Regions from separate parts of the Rattus norvegicus genome. Here region 2 is linked to region 1. A link is a contact called in public Hi-C data. All regions are on one chromosome and are shown on one strand. The core of a region is the stretch at or near the end of the contact, and the rest is flanking DNA. Distances in the headings are between cores, read along the strand shown.

The links. Hi-C and Micro-C count contacts between places; a contact is called where the count stands out from the background.
Region 2: a contact with region 1 is called in a Hi-C map of frontal cortex, with 2.8 times the contacts expected there. The contact joins the enhancer-like site here to the promoter of Dscaml1 in region 1. A contact is called at or near these places in 1 of 12 Hi-C or Micro-C datasets (frontal cortex) and 1 of 1 datasets of contacts at active chromatin or transcription factors (oligodendrocytes).

The regions. Positions count from the first base shown.
Region 1 is chr8:54,634,287-54,640,630 of GRCr8, reverse strand. Dscaml1 (DS cell adhesion molecule-like 1) reads right to left here and starts at 3,577. Exons shown (of 33, transcript NM_001108141.1): 1 at 3,318-3,577. The coding sequence starts at 3,537.
Region 2 is chr8:54,797,263-54,803,429 of GRCr8, reverse strand. The region is part of intron 3 of Dscaml1 (DS cell adhesion molecule-like 1); the gene reads right to left. Among named protein-coding and RNA genes, the nearest start is that of Dscaml1, 160 kb to the right of the region's middle. Within about 2 kb of position 4,084, at least 21 of the 93 cell types and tissues checked have an H3K27ac peak or open chromatin away from gene starts, as enhancers often do.

The DNA of each region.
Region 1 (6,344 bases), core at 2,328-4,827:
TCTCGGTAAGAAAAACGGCGGCTCTGGCCAGTGTCCAGCATCTGCTCAACTTCAGTACCGTCTTTGGGTCAACTGCTTACTAGCTTTTCGTGTGTAATTGAGCTCCCCGTTCTGCGGCAGAAATGGATTAAGGCAGCTGGCGTTGATGCCCGGGAAAATGAGGAACCAGAAATGTTTGTTGGGCACCATGGCACTTGTCTTTCCTTCATGTTATCCTAGCAGCAAGGGCCCCTCTGCCCGCCCTGCTCCTCCCAGACGTTCGCTGGTCCTTCCCCTACCTCCCCCAAGTTGTTCTTGCTACTTCGAGATTTTAAAAACATTCCCCCAGTAAACCCCTCTTTTTAATTAGACACCGAACGGAATGTTAGAGATTTTCTTAATGGCCTGACAAAGGCTTTTAATTTGGTCTTCTCCAGAGAGAGGAACCCTGAGTCCCCCATCCGAGAGGTTGGGGTGGGAAATGAAAAAAAAAAATCAATGCAACCCATTATTTTGGCTTTTAGAAAACAGGAATTTTAGTGCCGAGGAAGCTTGTTCTTTTACACAGTAAAAATGCAAATTCGGGTAACACAGATGCTGGCACGCTGGATGTAACAACAGAGAGAGCCTCGCTGGGGTTCATCCGGCTGCCCAGACCTGGATTTGTTTTGGCAATAATAAGGCAGTTATTGGAGACTCGATAACTGATTATTAAAACACCTTCCTAGTTTAGTTCTGGGGAAGCAGGCTGAGCTCAGGCTTCGTCAGAAAAAAAAAAGGTATTTTGAGAGAAATGGAAATAACAGAAGCTTAAAACACATTCAATAACTGCTTAATTCCATCCAGAGGACGCTCCATCTCCTCCTGTTTTCTTCTCCCTGCCTGCCGCCTCCCGCTCCTCACAGATGGACGTACAAATTATTGCAAGAGGATATTGTTTTCTGTAACAGGCTGGAACATTCGCATTTACATTTTCCTTGGTGCCGCGGGGGTGACTGGCAACGGAAGAGAAATAAACCACGCCCCATCTTTCTTGCTTTCCCCACATTACGTCTTCCCCCAGCCGCCTCCACCACCCACCTACCATGCCACCCCAAGCAGAACAGGGCCCTGGGGATCAGCCTGGCACCTAAGACCCAATTAAGGCACCAAGGAAAAGATAGGCCTGTCTGGCAAGGCTGCCTGGCGCCCAACACAGATGCTAGTGCTCTAAATGGCAGGGGAGCCAAGGATCCACAGACCCAAAGGCCACCCAGGGCCGCCATACCTGGTAACTCCTGTCTACCCACAAGACCTACTAGTGGCAACTTCCTGCCTAACTAGGAAAGGGCTCTACCCCTCCAGCTGTTGCCCTGTGGCCTTCTGGGTCTTTCTCCACCCCCATCCCCATCTGCTCCTTCATCATCAAATAACTGGGGCTTCATTTATTAATGCAGAGCTCCTGGGTGGGGGTGGGTGCAGTCCTTCAGGTATTCCTGAAGGAGGCTTCAGGGCTGAGAAATGAGCTGTTCCCAGGAGCAAGGTTAGGGACAAAGCAACTGAGTGTGGCCAGAGCTCTGGTCTGTGTTTCTTGCCTGACAAAATGGAAAAGGGATGGGGGTTGAAGTGAGAGCTATGGAGAGAGAAAGCCATTCTGCCTCTCACCTTATGTATATTTAATATTAACGTAATTAAAGCTGTGAGCCAAACCAGCCTGCCAGGGTGGAGGGAAGCAGGAAGAGCCCCGAGAAGGAAAATTGGTGTGTGTGTGTGTGTGTGTGTGTGTGTGTGTGTGTGTGTGTACTGGGGGTAGGAGGCAAGCTTGTTACTCTAAGCTGGTATGAAGAGGCCAGTTCAGGAGTTCAGAGGGCAAGGAGTTAAACAACCTAGACCAGCCTTGGGGTGTTCCCCAGTGGCCCCCTTGAGCCTGAGAAAGTCCATTACCTTGCTCACATTTGAGGCCACCCATTACCCAGCACCCGTGTATCTTCTGGGCAAAATCCCAGTGGAGTAGGCCATCAGACTGACCCGGCCATAAGCACAAATAAGGGTTAGCCTCCCCCAACCTACTGGGTATTTCTTTGGGCTCTGGCAGGTTGCAAACTCCGGACATCCCCAGGCTTTAACAGAGGACTAGACCCTCCCCCGGGCTCTTGACTGTCCTTCTCTATTGCCTAGGGGGGCAAGAATTATTGTTGGACCAGGTCAACCCAGGCAAAGGGGGCGAAAGGAGAACCTGCCCTCTGGGCGCGAAGGAGAAAAGTTACAGAGGGTTGAGCAGGTAAAGCCGAGGAGCGTCTGTGCTCTACAGCGCAAGGGCGCGGGAGTTCGGCCGCCTCCTCTCCCTCCCGCCATCTGTGCGCCCGGGGGCACGTCCTCTACCACAGCCTAGAAGCTCAACTGCCCGCGCTGCCCAAGTCCCGATTTGGTGCCCAGATTGGTAACCATCGAAAATGCTTGCCTTTTGCCAACCCCTCGGTCCCCGCTGCCTCTCAGGTCAGGTGCTCGGAACCCCAGGAGCAGGTCTGGACATGCCGGACACCTGGACCCACCCCTAGCAACCTTTTCTCTCAGGGGAAGGGACACGCCCCCCAATCTGAACACTTGTCCCTAGGTCCAGCAGACCAAGCGCCGGAGCGGAGAGTCTCACACCTTGGGGCGCGCTGCCTAAGGTGGTCAGGGAGACGCAGAGAAGCCGGAGCCAGCGCCTTGGGTACGGGGGTGAGACATAGATGAGGGCGACTCTTGGGTCTGAAGAACAAACTTGGTGTCCGAGGGAACCCCCACCTCTCGGGACCCCTAGGTCCCCCAGCCCTGCATGCACCCAGCCAGGCGCGGATAAGCGCCATGCGGTGCGCCGGCATTTGCGCCAGGGCGGGGGTCGAGGGCGATCGAGGGGCGCACGAAGCTACGGTAGGAGTGATCTTTCCTAGGTCCGAGGACCCAAATACTGAGGGCTCCCGGATGAAGTCTCGGTCCGAGGACCACCTGGCTTACAGGGCACCCCGGGGTCCCAGCTCCAGCAAGCCGCTGGAGCGGGCAAGGGGCTGGGGGAGGGGGCCAGGGCAGAACTGAGACCGGGCTGCGGTGGGAAAATCAGGGGTTCCTTAGCCACCGCCCCCCCACGGACGCGCCCCTAAACGGCAGGCGCAGGGGGGCTGGCAAGCGGTCCCAGGCTGATTCTCACCCGACCCTTCTCGCGGAACCGCCCCAGCTCTCGAGCCCACCCAGCGCCATGCACCCGAGTGGGTCCGACACTCGGGCACCTGGAGCCCACCGGGCACCGCACCTTGCCTCCAGCCGCGCGCATCCCGGCCCCGCCGCCTCCACCGCCCAGCCGCCGGCAGCGCGGGTCTCACCTTTGTGTAAAGAGTCCAGGAGCAGGAGGAAAGTTACCAGCCACATGCCATAAAGAGGCCCTTTTCTCCGGGGAGGTGGTCCTGTGGCCGGCCGTGCGGCAGCGCCTCTCCCCCGCTCAGCGCGCTCCCAGCCGCCCGCACTCGGCGCCCCGCTCTCTCTGCTCCTCAGCCCAGCGCACGGCGGCGGCTCCTCCCTCCTCGGCTCCCCGGCTCCTGTCATCCGCGGGGCTGGGCTAGGCGGCCGCTCTCCCCGCCCCCCCACCCCCGACACCCCGGGTAGTGAGTGCTACTCCAGCCCCAGCCTAGGATCCCTTAGCCCCACAAGCTCAGGGACAGAGGTGGGGACCCTGACCAGACAGTCTCGATCTTGCTCCTCTGGTCGAGAGAGGAAAGGGGTGCCTGTAACTCACAGGCTTTGAGCCTATGGTCGCACAGAGGCATATGTCACACATGTGCCAAGAGTCTGCCATGTAAGGGGCAAGGAACACTGGGTTTCTCCCGACCGTGTCATTCAAAGCCATTTCTTACTGTTTCTTTTCGACTCAGTTTCTCTCCACGAATGGGAGAGCATGGGTGCTCTGAGTAACATCTGGGCTAAGATCTCTGAAGACATTTGGTACTCTACACCCCCAAAGCTCAAACGTATGTGTTGCCCCAAACCCTTAGTCACTTCTGCAAGTCAGCTTCCTGGAGAGGCTGTCTCAGTCCACCCTGTCCCCAGCACTGTCGAAATATGCGCTAGCACCTAATACACGGTGAGCTTTTAAACAGTCGTTTACAATGCACAGATAACGCCTGTTCTGTGCAGGCTTTATCCTCCCCCCGACCCCCACCATCACCATCACAGCATCATCGCCTTGCAGAAACTGGTCAGGACAAAAGTGAAGAGGGTACCCCATCAGTCACCAAATGGAAGTCTAGCACTGCCGAGCTCGGAGACGGGCACCATGGCATGCCTGACTCTGATGTGGACGGCTGATGTGACGAAAGTCTTCTTTTGTCTTAATTCCCAAATAAGAGGCCACACAGGCTCCAGAGAGGGGGTTCAGCTAACCCGGAGGATACACTAAGTGCCAGCACAGAGCTCTCCATGCAAACAGCTCCCTATTTTGACCTGGCTTTCTGTGAGGCATACTAGGAAAGGTGGGAGGAGCTGGGGGTTGCGGTTCTATCTATCAGATTCCTCCAGATGTCTCACCCAAGTTCAGGTGAAGAACCAGGTTTTCTCATTCACAGGTTTTGCCAAAATATGTCTAACGGTTTAAACTAAAATTTGAAAGCTGTGCTTTTTTTTTTAAAAGTAAGATACATAAAGTGTGAAATTGCCACTTTAACCAGTTTTAAATTTGTGTGTGTGGTGTGTGTTCATGTTTGCCTGGACACAGGTGCATGTTTATGCATGTGTGATGTTTATGCGTGTGTGTGTGTGTGTGTGTGTGTGTGTGTGTGTGTGTGTGTGTGTAGACACCGATCCGTCAGGTGATTTTCCCCCTAGATCTCTCTTCACTTTATTTTTTGAAACAGGGTCTCTCTCACTAAACCTGGAGAACCAAGCTCAGTGCCCCATGCTCACACAGTGAGCACGTTACAAACTGAGCCGTCTCTCCAGCCCCCACCTTAACCATCTGTTAAGCTTACTACTAAGTAAAGCCCCAGTTGTCCAACCATTGTCAAGTCCCGTGTCCAGATTTTTTTCCCCACCAAATCAGGCAGAAGCTCTTCATCCACTGGACAGCCACGTCCCATCCTCCAGTCTCTGAATCTCCCCTCCGTCTCTGGAACTGTCCCTTGATCTCCATCCTACACACTTAACTAGTCTGGCTACCTCACAATGACTGGAAAGCACAACCCTTTGCTCCTTTTGTGTCTGCCTTAGCACATCCTTTCAAGGTTTAACCACGTTGCAGCATGTGCCAGCATTTTATTCCTCTTTACGGCCGAATAGTATTCTATTGTGTGTCCGTACAACATTTGTTTAGTCACTCATCCGTCACATGCACACTTGGGTTGCTTGCACTTTTGGTTCTTGTGAATAACCGTGCCATCAACACATTCGTAAGAACATCTCTTTGGGTCCCCACTTTCCATTCTTTGGGGGTACAGAACTAGAAGTGGGATTTCTGGATAGTATGATAATTTTACATTTAACTTTTTGAGGAACTGCCAGACGCATTTAATTTTTTTAATACAGTGTTTTAGGAGTTTAAAGGGCTCTCACCTGCAATTACTCTGTTATCTCCCATAAAGTCTATTAAAGTTTCATCAGGCTCCTTTAAAACTGGTTAGGAAACTGAGGCTCACACAAAGATCACCAGGCTTGAAGTATCCAGACCAAGACCCAAATCCCAGGTCTCCAGACCCCAGTAGTTGCTTACTCTCTGCTGTTCAGCCTTCCCTGGTGGTTGAGCTCTGTGGTGTTAAGCCAGCCACTTAGGTGGCTTGATGTCTGCAAATGCACAGCAGAGTGCAGAGGTCAGACTTCAGGGGGTGTTGATACAACCTGGCCCCAAACTGTGGTTTGCAGGTGGCTCCCTGAGGGGAGAAGCCATACACCTGTCTGAGGTCAGACAGAAAGTGTCAGAGTTCATTTGTCTTCTCTCCTGTCCTGTCTTCTGTTGCCTTTCCACACTGCTCTAGCCTATGAGACTTGTTCTCTCATTGTGTCCCTTGCTGCCGAAGGAGAAACTCATGGAGAAGAATCCAGTTATTTAAAGCTAAGCCTATTGACCCAGAGCACCTGGTCAGGCTGTGCCTAAAATAAACCACTAAGTCAGACGGGATGAAAGAGCTCCATCTGCTGCAAGGGGACAAGGCCATGAGAGGGCCTGGGATGACAGCACAGCTGCCTCAGCTCTGAGCCTCCAGGATAGAGGGGAAAAAAGTTTCCTCTCTCCATCCACCTGAAGTGCTCCCTAGAACTCAAGCATCTCCTTTGTGCTGATTACACAAGACCTGTGTGATACCTAAAGGATGAGGTCATTCACCATGTCTGTCCCTTGAAGAGGAAGCATCTGCACTATTCTGACA
Region 2 (6,167 bases), core at 2,835-5,334, 160 kb before region 1:
ATGTGTGTGCAAGACAAAGGTCAACATCTGAGGTTTCCTTCAGTCGCTCTTGACCTTATTGTTTTGAGTTGTGGTCTCTCACTGAACCCAGAGCTCATCGATGTGGCTCTAGGCTGCCTGCCCAGTACTGGGACTGACTATAGGTGCACACTGCTGTGCCTGGCTTTAAACAAAAACACAACATGGGTTGTGGGGATCAAGCTCTGCCTTCCATGCTTGCCCAGCAAGCCCTTTAGTTATTGAATTGTCTTCCTAGAGCTGCCCACACCCATGACCTCTTTAGTGCAAGCTGGGAGGAGAGGATGGAGAAAGTATGGTGGTAGGTCCAGGAGTCAGACAGAAGGACCGGAAGAACTGTGAACTCTGCTCATAGTTCATAGTCACAGGGTGACATGGCTGACAGTGATGAACAGTATGTTTTAAAGCAGCTTCTAAGACACGTTTTGGAGGCTTTCAACTCAAAGAAATACGAATCCTTTAAGGCCACTTGGTCTTATGCATTAGCCCCCTCTGGTCCATTATACTCCCTTTACAGGCATTGATATGTAACATGGACCCCAGGAATAACCAATGATATGCCCCAAACCAAGCAAACACAGCAGGAGCCTCCAGTGGAAATACCCACATGGCCTCATGCTCTTAGACACTTTCCTGCTGGGGGCTTGGTCGGTCTCTGTCCATGGTGCTCAACAGCGCTCTGTCTAGGCAGCAGCATGGCTTGCTCTTCTGAGAATGCACAGCTGAGCATGTGCAGAGCTCAGTGGCGAGATCTCACAGACATATGCTTAAGCTGGAGAAATCAACCTCCCCTACATTTCACACAATTAGATTTAGTTTTTAAAGATTAATGTGTGTGTGCACGCGCGTGTGTGTGCACATGTGTGTGTGCACACACACACGTGCGCACGCATGAATTCATGCCTGTGTGCATGCCACAGTTCATGTGTGGCAGTGAGAGCCCAACTTGCAAGTGTCCCTTCTTTCCTTCCATCTGTAGGTCCTGGGGATTGAACTCGAGTCTCCAGGCTTTGGCAGTAGACACCCTGAGCCATATTGACAGTCTATTGTAATTAGATTCTATTCTATTTTATTTTACTTTCTCGTGGGGTGGGGTACTGGAAGGGAAACACAGGGCCTTTGGGGGTACTGGTGATGCTCTGGTCCTTGAGGGGAGTAGTGATTATGCGTGTGTGTTTACTTCCTGGCAGGTCGCTGAGCTGCACATCTGCAATCTATGTCCTTTAACCCAGGTGCAGTGCACTTCATTAAAACGTTTACTCCAGAGATCACAGCCCAGTCGTGATTGATTTTAAAATATTAATAACAATATGTAGTGAGTAGTGGTACAGAAGTTGACAATATCTTACAGAGGCACAGCGGCTGAGAGGGAGCCTGCACGGAGAGCCTGCTGTTCTCAGAACTACAGTCCAAACTCTAACAACAATCGAGACACCCACACTGACCCAAATCTGCTGAGTGCTCTTACAAGCAGACAAAGCTCCAAAGTATTTGTTACACCGTGTAATTCGCGTTTGAATGTTCATATGTATAAGGGTGTATGTGGGTATCTATGCATACCTGTGTGTTCGTGTGTGTGAGGACGTATCTGTATGTGGGTGCATACATTCGTGTGTGTGGGTATTTCTGCAAGTTGATCAAATGCATATGGAAGCCAGAGGACAACTTTGGGGGTGTCATTCCTTAGCCATTGTCTACTTTCTTTTTCTTCCTTCCTTCCTTCCTTCCTTCTTTACTTCTCTTTCTTTCCTTTCTTCCCTCCCTCCCTCCCTCCCTCCCTTCCTTCCTCTGTTTGTTTGTTTGTTTGTTTGTTTCTTTTCTTTCGGTTTTTTGAGACATTGTCTTTCCCTGAACAGCAATCCCCAGAGATCCCCCTGCTTCTGTCACCCTGTGCTGGGATTACAAATGTGTGCCAGGACATCTGCTTTAGTTGTTAAGTCCGTTGAGTTGTTAGTTCTGAGGATCAAACCCAGGCCCTCATGCTTACAAGACAAGCACTTTACAGACATAGCCACTTCAGCACTTCATTATAACAGCGCTAAAGATGAGTATGCTTATTTTGCAGGAGGTCCAGAGAGGTTGGGTAGGCAGTGGAAGGTTACACATTACATCAAGAGTGGATCTGGGGTTCTAGATAGTCCCTAGGAGCTGAGACTATCTGAGCTCCTACAGTGCCATGTTCTGTGGATGCTGGGTTGGGAGAGGTGTGCTCCATGCTTGGTCACCGGCTCCAGTGCTTCTGGGCAACTGAGAGGAAACCTACCCCAGCGGTGTCGGTGTTGTGATATTTTTAAAAAGAAGTAAATAAGTCTCGTCATTTGCATGATATTTCATGCTGACTCTGCCTCTCAAACTGTTATTCCATCTACACACAGCACTGTGGGATGCCTGAGATATTTTATAAAGTTAATAACTTTCTCTTAATTGGATGAGTTTATAGAATAGTCTGTGCAATTAACAATAATTACGCCAAAGACACTTTGATTCTGAGGATGCTCCACAAACACCGGCAGATTAAGCCATTTAGGGAAAAAACAAAAAACAAAAAAAAAAAAAAACCAACAACCCACAACCCAGGCTCACACAGGCTGGCTACTCAGCATAAGACAGCCCTGTGACCCAGAACAATCCAGGTTTTCAGGCCACATTTGGAAGGAGGCTTCTGAGAGGTTCTGGGAAGGGAAGGGCTCTTGTCACACTTCAGAATGGTCCTCTCCAGGTTGGGGAGGGAGTAAGCAGCCAGGTCTTGCTACATCTTGTTGAAGGACGCTGTTTGTGGCCAGGTAGTCATGTAGGGCATTGTTTCTAGAGCAGTTGGTGATGACCCACGATAAACCAGATCTGAAAATCTCCCCCCTCCCTCCCTCCTTCTCTCCCTTCCTCCCCCCATGCTACTTTTGATCCCACAACACTCTTTTCAGGAGGATGTCACATATACAAAAGACAGCTACTCGGGGACACTGGATTCAGTTACTTGAATAGGATTTTTGAACTCTTGGATGAACTTCGTCCTAAAGTTCTAAATCTGCTGGGCTGGAGGGGCCTTCACCTCATCTGATGGCTGCTTGGCTTCTCCAACAACCTACTAGGTGGTTGTTCAGCCTTGGCTGAAGCACATTCACTGACAGGAGCTCTCTACCTACCAAGGACGGCGGTGTTCTGCTTTAAGAAAAACTGTGAGAAAAGTGTCCCACATCCCCACACCCAGATCTTACAACGCATCTCCCTGGAGCATCCACCTGCTGTGGTGTGGAAAGGTAGTGAACTCCCTATTTTGTAGGATGGCTTTTCCAGATGGGACAAAGGAACCCTGCTCCCACACTATCTAGTTGCCGGGCAGGACTCTCTCCTGGGTCAGTTCTCCGTGAGCAGCTGAGTCACTAAAGGGTTCCCTCAGAAAACATGCCTCAGGTGCTCCTCAGGGTGCCATGCTCACCCTAAGCCTCCCCTGCCACAGGCTGATGATGCCCACTTGTCACCTTTCCTGGGTGCGGAGCCAGCCTCAGACAACCATCCATCTAAACAGCCCTGCAGAATGCAGTGAGACAATCGAACAGGCCCTTCGTCCATAGTGACCAGGTGACCCCCATTTCTCTTTGTAGTGCCTTCAGATTTGGGATGAAGGAAAATCAGTGTTTGCAGACAAACAGATGCCTCTTTGGGGGCTGGAGGGAAAAATCCCAGAGGGGAGAGGTATCCTTACTGCCTTACAGGAACACAGGATTCAGGCGTGGATCTTTTGCTACTGAGGTTGACTTCAATAGCACCAGTGGGCTGTTCCTAGGTTCCCTTGGGAGAGCCTTCGGGGACCCTACTGCTCACTAGAGGATGTGTATCCCAGGATAGAAGCCTCCCAGACCAGCTGCTGAGCAGTGTAGAAGCCATGTCCCTTTGTTTATCCACAGCAGTATTAAACATGTCACAAGCCTGGTCTGTGAGCCAATTCCGGACCCGCCGCCCTGCTTCTCTCTCTGTTCCCTCCCCAGCTCTGCTCTTGCCTTGATGGTTCTAGCTCGGGGCGCCTGTGCCTGGCCCATCTGTTCAGTCCCATATGTTTCCCGCAAGGACTGCCAAGTCAGGGCCTGGTGCTCAGTGACTCGCCTCCAGCCCGGGGTGGCTGGTCTCAGCTTTCTCAGTCCAACCTGGTCGCTAGGAAACAGCCTCATTGTGCTTCAAGAGCAGCCTTGGATGCTGTCCTAGAGTAGTTGTAGGGATGGGGCTGCTGGGCACCCAGATGGGCACCTGATGGGCATCCAGACTGGCCTTCCTCAGGGACCTTCCACAGGTCAGTTGGGCCTGACCTTGGGAGACGAGACTTCAGGGCCCAGGTCCTTGGAAGTTAAAGAGGAAGCAGGCCCTCTAGGGCTAGAGTGTTCCCTTGGGATAAATCTGGACCATGGCGTGGAGAAATGGTTCAGAAAAATTAAGACTTGGAAGAAAATGGGAAAGGCATTTAATCTTTCTGTTATGCCTCTGCAAATCAAAAGAACTTAACTGTGAACTTCACTGATGCAGTCCTATTCCAAAATGGCGGACAATTTAAAGGGATACAGATGAATATCTATAGGCAGCCGGGTGGCTGGGAGTTTGCAATGAGTCAGGCCAGCCTGAGTTACAGTGTAACTAAAATCCCTCCCAGCCACCTCCCAGTTTACCTACATTTTGGGAGAAGTTTTCCCTGGCTTTGCTTATCCCTTCTTGTTGGGTCAGATTACAGGTGGATTATACATGCCTAGAGTGGGGACATGGGACACTTCTCCTCAGCAAATTCCAATTCAGGCCCGAGGCCCAATGCAGGGCTATCATGTGGACTTCAGGGTAAAATTGCCGAGATCCAGTTCTGATGCTTCACTTTTCTAGCTGTGACCCTGGGCAACTCCCTGTGAGCCTCAGTTTCTAGTGTGGAAAATGGCAATGCTAATTTCACCCATAACTTTGTTGAAAGAATGATGCTTAAAACTCTTGCTGCCACAGATCTAGTCACAGGAGGAGGGGAGAAGCCTGGGTGGGGGGATGTCCTAGGAAAGGCAGCCTGGCAATGTCAAGGTTCCCATGCGAATGGCCCAAAAACAATCCCCAGATTCCGCAGCTAAAGCTCTGGCTGGGGTCGTGGAGTAGCCAGAGAGCGGCTAGACCCGCAGACTAGGCCCGATCTGGTTTCTAAGCACAAGGAAGAACTAGGTGGGAATTTCATCAGCCACCAACAGCGCAGACCTAACAAATTGCTCTTTGCCCCACTGGTACGGGTAAAGGCTGCCAGCTCCCCCCTCCCTCCCCTCTCCCCTTTCTCTCTGCTCCACTTCCCCTCCCTCTAAGATGAGATTGGATTCTCGTTTTACAGGGACATTCTGACACCTGCAGCCAACCAACGGCTCCACTTAATAGGAAGACACTGTGACTGAAATTAACTCCAGAGGGGAGTTTCCAAGCCACCGCTCAGGCAGGCTTGTCTGCTTGCTACCAGTTTGGACTTGGCCTCCATTCTGCCACGCCCACTCCTTAAGCCCTTCCTTTCTTGTCCCTACCAAAGCTACGAGGAAATGTCGTTGCTCCTAAATATCCACGTTGGAGCTAGACAGGCAGGAGAGACGCCCTCCTTGTAGGCACAAGGATGAAGAATTAAGGAGCTGGAGAGGAACAGCCTTAGAACCAGACCAAGGAATTCAGTTTCACTTCTGTTTATCAGCCTTTCCATCTGGGGCAAGTCGCTAAGCCTTCCCGGGCCTCAGCTTCCTGAATTGCAAAGTGGATACAATTGTTGCAGCTGGGTAGGGGTAACTGTAACTTGTGGAAGACACACCGCCTAGGAGCAGGTGCACATAGTAGGTGCTTTAGCTATGAGAGACCACAGGCCGGGGAGATGGCTCTGCAGGTAAAGGCACTTGCTGGTGAACCTGACAACCACTTCCATCCCATGGCCCTACATGGTGGAAGGAGAGAACTAGTTCAAATTATCCTCTGACCTTCAAACTTTCACACACACACACACACACACACACACACACACACACACACACACACCACATTTTCTTTTAAAGATATAATAGCCCAGCTAAAGTCCAAATTTCAGTTTTGGAGCAGAGAGAGAAAACTCTCTCAGTTCGGAGGACTCCATCTTTTCAGCTAACTGTTTGCTACCCAAAGGCGAA